2 separate regions of the Mus musculus genome follow, and region 2 is linked to region 1. A link is a contact called in public Hi-C data. All regions are on one chromosome and are shown on one strand. The core of a region is the stretch at or near the end of the contact, and the rest is flanking DNA. Distances in the headings are between cores, read along the strand shown.

What was found. A called contact is a pair of places that touch in the nucleus more often than the background predicts.
Region 2: a contact with region 1 is called in a Hi-C map of the N1E-115 cell line, with 5 times the contacts expected there. The contact joins the enhancer-like site here to the promoter of Fzd5 in region 1. A contact is called at or near these places in 15 of 39 promoter capture datasets (the 3T3-L1 cell line, the C10 cell line, the HPC-7 cell line and 10 more), 1 of 15 datasets of contacts at CTCF or cohesin (pro-B cells), 9 of 484 Hi-C or Micro-C datasets (the HPC-7 cell line, the N1E-115 cell line, adipose-derived mesenchymal stem cells and 6 more), 15 of 115 datasets of contacts at active chromatin or transcription factors (the HPC-7 cell line, T-cell acute lymphoblastic leukemia, acute myeloid leukemia and 7 more) and 5 of 9 other capture datasets (adipose tissue, bone marrow-derived macrophages, liver and 2 more).

Annotation. Positions count from the first base shown.
Region 1 is chr1:64,736,116-64,739,323 of GRCm38.p6, reverse strand. It overlaps Fzd5 (frizzled class receptor 5), which reads left to right and starts at 1,574. Exons shown (of 2, transcript NM_022721.3): 1 at 1,574-2,191; 2 at 2,471-3,208. The coding sequence starts at 2,724.
Region 2 is chr1:64,874,970-64,878,177 of GRCm38.p6, reverse strand. All of the region lies in intron 5 of Plekhm3 (pleckstrin homology domain containing, family M, member 3), which reads left to right. Among named protein-coding and RNA genes, the nearest start is that of Gm51628, 10 kb to the left of the region's middle. Within about 2 kb of position 1,692, at least 96 of the 459 cell types and tissues checked have an H3K27ac peak or open chromatin away from gene starts, as enhancers often do. A contact at or near this core is called in the HPC-7 cell line, the N1E-115 cell line, T-cell acute lymphoblastic leukemia and 8 more, where this site is marked.

The DNA of each region.
Region 1 (3,208 bases), core at 325-2,824:
GTTTCTAGACCCCGAGGGCCAAGCAGTTACTAAGAACTAAAGAGATTAAATTCTAGGGAGATAGAATAATAAAAGAGGTAGAATTCTAGGGAATGAAGCAATATACATTATAAACATTTAGCTGTGATGTCTGAGATTAAACACGGAGTTTCATTAGCCTCCACAACGCCTTGCTGATAAACTGAAGATGGCTTTTCAGCCCGTACAGACGGCACAGAAGACAATAACAACCCAACAGATCTCAGTCAGTGAGGCCAGTTCAGAGTCCTTCAAGTACTCCTATGCCCTCCCCTACTTCAAATCCCTCCCACTCCCCTCCCCCAGCGGAAGGAGGAGTGAAGGAGCAGTCTACAATTTAAAGCCTCTTCATAAGCGTGTGAACGAATTTCAAGCATGCTAAACACCTCGGTCTCCCAGCCTAATTAGAACTCGTAGAAGAGAGGCATTTGTGGGACATTTAAAACTTGGAGTATACTAACCCATCAGGAGAGCGCCACTGCGTGTCCCTGCGTTGACTGTGCGCAGCAGGTCTTTTCACGGTTCCCACTGCCCCAGTACGCCCCGGTTATCCGGTCTCAACCTCGCCAGAGTGCACAGCAGCCAACCCTGGGGGACCAAGCACCCTGAGCTGTACACTGCTCCAGTTCAAGAGTTTTTCTCTGTGGGCAAATTCGGATCTGCCAGGGATTATAAACCGCAACTGCTAAGGACTAACGTCTCTAGAGACTTCCAAAACTGGAAAGAAATTCATTCTCTTGTCACAAGGACAAGATTTTGTTATATATAAAAGGGCAAAGCCTGGGAAATATCGATATTTCTAAGGGAGGGGTGAGTGGTAAAGATTGTGAACTCTGCTGCCCAGCTTCTGGTTTGGGATTCCAGGTCAGAGCGCCTATTGTGTGCCAGGAGCTCGCACAGGGAGGGGCACAAGTTTGTCAACGTCTCTGCTGTCTTGTTAGCTCAGCTGTGTAGGTCAAGTTCTGAGGTGTTCTGGCCTCAGAATCCTACGGTATCCAGATCGCGTATCAAGGTGTAAACGATTAACTAACACGAGGTTGCTCATTAAGTACTAGCACGTCTGTCACCTAGCACAAGGCAGCTTAGAAAGAGGACAGGTGGCACAACCGAATTGACCTCTCATCCCTTTAAACAAGCGCCAGACCTCGATAAGGACACTCAGCTGGAGAGAGGTGGCCTGGTGGAGGCCCTGGAAGCCGGCGTTCAGAGAACAGAGCCCTCAGGAAAGTGAGCACCATCCTGGTGAACCACCGCAGAGAACTCCAGAAGGACTTGGGGCCAGGTTTCCCGCCCGGGTTCTCTGGGAGGACTCATTAGCATTGACCCCGCCCTCGTAACTTCCCGGTCCACTATTGGCCGACGCTCTTCCGCTGCCCGCTCCGGGCGGGGCCGCGGGGCGCTCGCGGAGAGGCCAGGACAGCGGGGCGGTGGGCGGGGACCCGGAGAGCGATTCGTGGGACGGCCCAGCTCGGGGCAGGGCGGGAGGGGGCGGGAGGGGCGGTCCCGGGGCGGGGCCTCCCGGCGGGCATTAGAGGCAGGTGACCCGGGCGGGGCGGGAGAGGGCAGTCAGCCTGCGGCCGCGACTTGTCCTCTGCCGTCGCGCACAGCTCGGAGCTCCCTGGAGGTGGGCGAAAGAGTGCGAGAGCGCGGGGGAGGAGCCGAGCGGGGCGCGTCCCGAGAGCGCCGCCACCGCCCCCCGGAGTCTGCTGGAGCGCGGAGCCCCCTGCAGGGGAGGCGGCGAGCGGCTGGCGGGACGCGGCGGCGGGTGCGGACTATGCAGTCCCCGCCCGACCAGCGCTGGCTGCTCGCTGTGCTGTGAGGTGGCGGGGTCCCCTCCGGCTGCCGCACCCCTCCGCGCAGTTCAAGTGCTGCCCGGCGCCCTTGCCCTTCGTCCCGGCCCCGGGACGCCGGTGGAAGGCACGGCCTGCCCCTGCCTTGCTCTGCCCGAATCATGCAGGGGGCCCCGAAGGAAGAGAAGGCGAGTGACCGGCCCGCGCCGCCCATGGTCGAGGGGCGCCCTGCTCTCTGAAACGCCCTCCACCTGCTGCCATGTGTCGCCGCCACAGGTACCTAGCTTGTCGTTAAACTTTCCCAGCTCTGGCCCGATTCGGAGTCGCGCGACTGAGGAGCCCGGCTGGTCGCAGACATCTGCCGCCCAGCAGGATCCTCCGAGGTGAGAGCCCGCGTCTTCCCAGTTCACCCGGTTCCTCTGCCCCCATCTCGGGGACTGAGCTCTCTGGCCCCAGGCACAGCCTGCAGGGCCGGGCCAGAAAAGAGAGGCGGGCGCGGGCAGTGGGGTGGAGGGGGTGGGGGCGTCTGAAGTTTGGTTCTAGGAGGAGGGGAGGAAAGGAGTTAATCTTGAGATTGGAGCTGGTTTGCGGAGACCAAGTGGTTGGCGCTCCTCTAAGAGGAGTGGTTGCGATTTTTCTTTTCCCCTACCTTCTCTTTTAAGAGTTCTGTCCTTGGAGTCGGAGCCCTAATCATCCCTCCAGCCCTATCTGGTGTGGAACTGAGTGCTGCCGGCGGAGGCAGCGCCTTCCAGAAACAGTTTATCTTTGGACGGATTTCTTTAAGAGAAAAAGAAACCAACAGGTTGCCAGCCCGGGCGTCACACTCAAGACTCCGGAGAGGGAAGCCCCGGCCGCAGATTCGTCGGCCAACGCAGACCCTCTCAGGCAGCGGGAGGCAAAGGGAAGAAGGAGACGATGGCTCGACCCGACCCGTCTGCGCCTCCCTCTCTTCTGCTGCTGTTGCTGGCGCAGCTGGTGGGCCGGGCAGCGGCCGCCTCCAAGGCCCCGGTGTGCCAGGAAATCACGGTGCCCATGTGCCGAGGCATCGGCTACAACCTGACGCACATGCCCAACCAGTTCAACCATGACACGCAGGACGAAGCAGGCCTGGAGGTGCACCAATTCTGGCCGCTTGTGGAGATCCACTGCTCACCGGACCTGCGCTTCTTCCTGTGCTCTATGTACACGCCCATCTGTTTGCCTGACTACCACAAGCCGCTACCACCGTGCCGTTCCGTGTGCGAGCGCGCCAAGGCCGGCTGCTCGCCGCTCATGCGCCAGTACGGCTTCGCCTGGCCCGAGCGCATGAGCTGCGACCGCCTCCCTGTGCTGGGCGGCGACGCCGAGGTTCTGTGTATGGATTATAACCGAAGCGAAGCCACCACCGCGTCCCCTAAGTC
Region 2 (3,208 bases), core at 443-2,942, 140 kb before region 1:
CAGGCTTCCTTTACTTTTTGTTCCTGTCACCCGTTGGGTCTGGCTTCTCATCACCTGTTTTTCTAGTTTGCTAACTGGGACTCCTGTCTGCCCTGGGTCCCCTGACTAGTCCAGATTACAGCCATTCAGCCATAGAGTAGACTGACTAGACTGCAGCATATCATAGCACGCCTGGTTGGCCATCTGATACCTGTGACCTGGCCATAACCTACATGTATAGCTTCATCTTTCACTTGGCACTTGGTGGGTCGTAGACACCCCAGTCAAAATCAAATGTTCATTTCCTTGATAAACCATCCACCGCTCCCACCTACAGGCCACTCTAACTCTAGGTGACCTCAGACGCTTCCTCTTCTTGTCTTCGTTCAGTGATATCTTCCAACAGTGATCATCTGGACCACTCAGTTGATGCTTAGGTGCCTGGGTGACTTACATCTCTTCAGGCTCCTTTCCTATCTTGCTGACTCCTGGAAGGCTCTGAGAGGACAAGATTCTTCTGCTCTGTCTTGGAGACTAAGATAGAAGTGTGCATCAGTTGGTTGTACAACAAGAGCTTATGAATCATTAAAGTTATGTCATCTCATGTTTTTCAGAATTATTTACAATTATTGGGATTTTTATCCATAAGAGGGACTTTCCCAGAAATCTATATTTTTCTTTCTAGCAGTCTTTGAGGCACACAGGTCAAAGGAGGAAAGGACAGAGCCAGAGAGGCTCTCTGACTTGCCAACAGTGAAAGGCTGGTGAGCAGCAGAGTCCAACTGGAGCCATGTTTTCTCATCGTAGATCACTGCTTCTTGCCTAATGAATGATAGTGATGTCTGGAGGTCTCCATACTCTCTTACCATGTGTTTTAGACAAGGCCTTTCTATGTGGCTGGCTCACTGTGTAGACTAGACTGACCTTGAACTGGTAGTCACCCACCTGCCACTGCCTCCCAGATGTTTACAGTCACTCCAGGCTCATGCTCCTGAGAGGACTCTCTTTCATGCCTCCTGAAGACTTGATTGAGGTCCTTTAGAAGAGTGTGAAGAAAGATGAAGAGGTAGATGGGAGGTAAGATGGCTGGCTGGTCCAGGCCTGGGATCGGCAACAGGCAGTCGTTCCTGGGGGGCCAGGCAGGACAACTGGCTTAGTGCCAGCAAATGCTTTTTCTATAGGTCACAGTTTGCCAGACCTTTCTATTTTCCAGACCTAGATACTTAAAATAGAAGTATAGCAGTATCCACAGGGTTGCTTCAAGTGTACCTCTAGCCAAAACAGATACTAAAAACTAATTATTATTTCTCACTACCATTTCATATAAGAATATAGTAATACTAAAAAAACACAAAGGCAAACAGCCTCAGAAGTCAAACACATTTTAAAAAGAAAATCAATTTTAAAAGCTTTCTAGTGTATCTGTCGCCCTCACCCCACCCCATTTTACCTTAGACCACCAAACACATCACCAACTGTTGGACAAGCTTTTCTTAAATCCTATGTTTCTCTTGTGAGCGCTCGAATCTTTGGGTTCTGGGAATTTTGCATGGCTGCTTGAGTATTTCCCATAATCCCGTGTGAGTTGGGTCTTGATATGTCTAGTAAATCTGAATGGCCACTGTGAAGTAAACCTGAACTGTTCTTTCCCGTGCTGCTTGGGGGCAATCTACACTCTCAAGCCTGTGTTCCTGGTGACTCAGCAGTGCTGGGTCATGTGTCAGGAAAGGAAGTTAGGCCTATTGTTTTAAGTTCCCTCTCTGACTGGTTGTTCTGCAGCAGCACACTGACTTGACTTTCGCCTTCTTCCTAATTCTCCTTTTCCTGTTTCACATTTTATTTGAATGGTGAGTATATCCAGGGTGAGTTCCCACTGAAATGTTAGTTTTGCTAAGCAATGGGCTCTTTCTGTCATGAAGATTGCCATTTTTATTAACATTATCCCGTCAAACTCGTATCTTGGCCCCTTACTGTTTTACCCAGAGCTACTCTGCTTTTCTAGTGAGGTCACTGAAGTGTGAAGCTAAGTGCAGCTGGTGAAGGGGTCTTTTCACTTTTAATATCATCTCAAGTTTACCTACGTCCAAACCAAGCTCATAAAATCTCTGTCCCACCTCCTATTGCAGACTACCCGCTTCCTATATCACTTAAGAACACCTCTGTTCCAAGCCATACACCTTCCTCTTGGCAGACTGACAGCTTCAACCTCAAACCATGTCTCCTCTTTCCACTGTCAGTGCTACCACCAAGGTCCAAGGCTCGGTAGTGTTCTTCTGGACTATTGCAGTCACTGGTCCCCTGCGGCAGTCTGTTCTTAGGATTCTGGCTGCAGCTAATGTGCAGATTAGATGATGTCACTTCTGGCCCAACTGATGTAATAACTTTACCTTTCACTCCGAGTCGAAGCCAAAGCTGTGCACAGTCTTATCCCCATTAGTCTCTGTCTCACCTCCCACCACTTCCTGCCTCTGTTCCAGTCACACTGGCCTTTCTGCTGGTCCTTGATCATACTAAGAGGGCTCCTGCCTGAGTTTCTATACCACCTGCTTGTTCTTCTAGGTCTTTATGCAGCCATCTCTTTATAGAACCATGCCCGACTGTATTTTAAATTACAACCAGTATGCAACTTAATATCCCTGCCTCCTCCTCCACCCTTCCCTCCTGTCTTCTTTCATTGCCTATTCATAGATGGCATGGTATGGTGTTTTGTCTGTCTCCCTGTCTTAAAGTACAAAGTTGTCCTTTGTTCCATGTATACTTCTGCTCTTTCCCTCTTACACTGGATCATAGTTTTTTATCTGTATTGCTCACTGCTGTATCCCCAGGGCCTGGAACAGCGCCTGATACAGAGTGGAGACTAATAAATACTTGTTGGATAAGTTCATTAAGCAGATAAACTATTGTTACTAAGATTTTGGCAACTTCATTTGGTCAAACTGGGTTTTGCTTAATACAATATATATGATTCATTGTAGAAAAATAAAATAAAACAGCACCTACTATTCTGAGCTTGTTTTCTAGATTTTTCTCTCTGTAAATGCTTCTTTCTCATTAAAATGGTTGCGGGTGTGTTGTTTGTCATGTAATTATGTCACTTAGTTGTACACCTTGTGGAGACAGGGTCTCAGTCTGAACTCAGATTGGCACTAAAGTCATGACAGTCTTCCTGTTTTGGCCACTCAGACCTGGGAGAAGAGGTCTGAGGTACTGTGCCTACGTGATGTCAGTA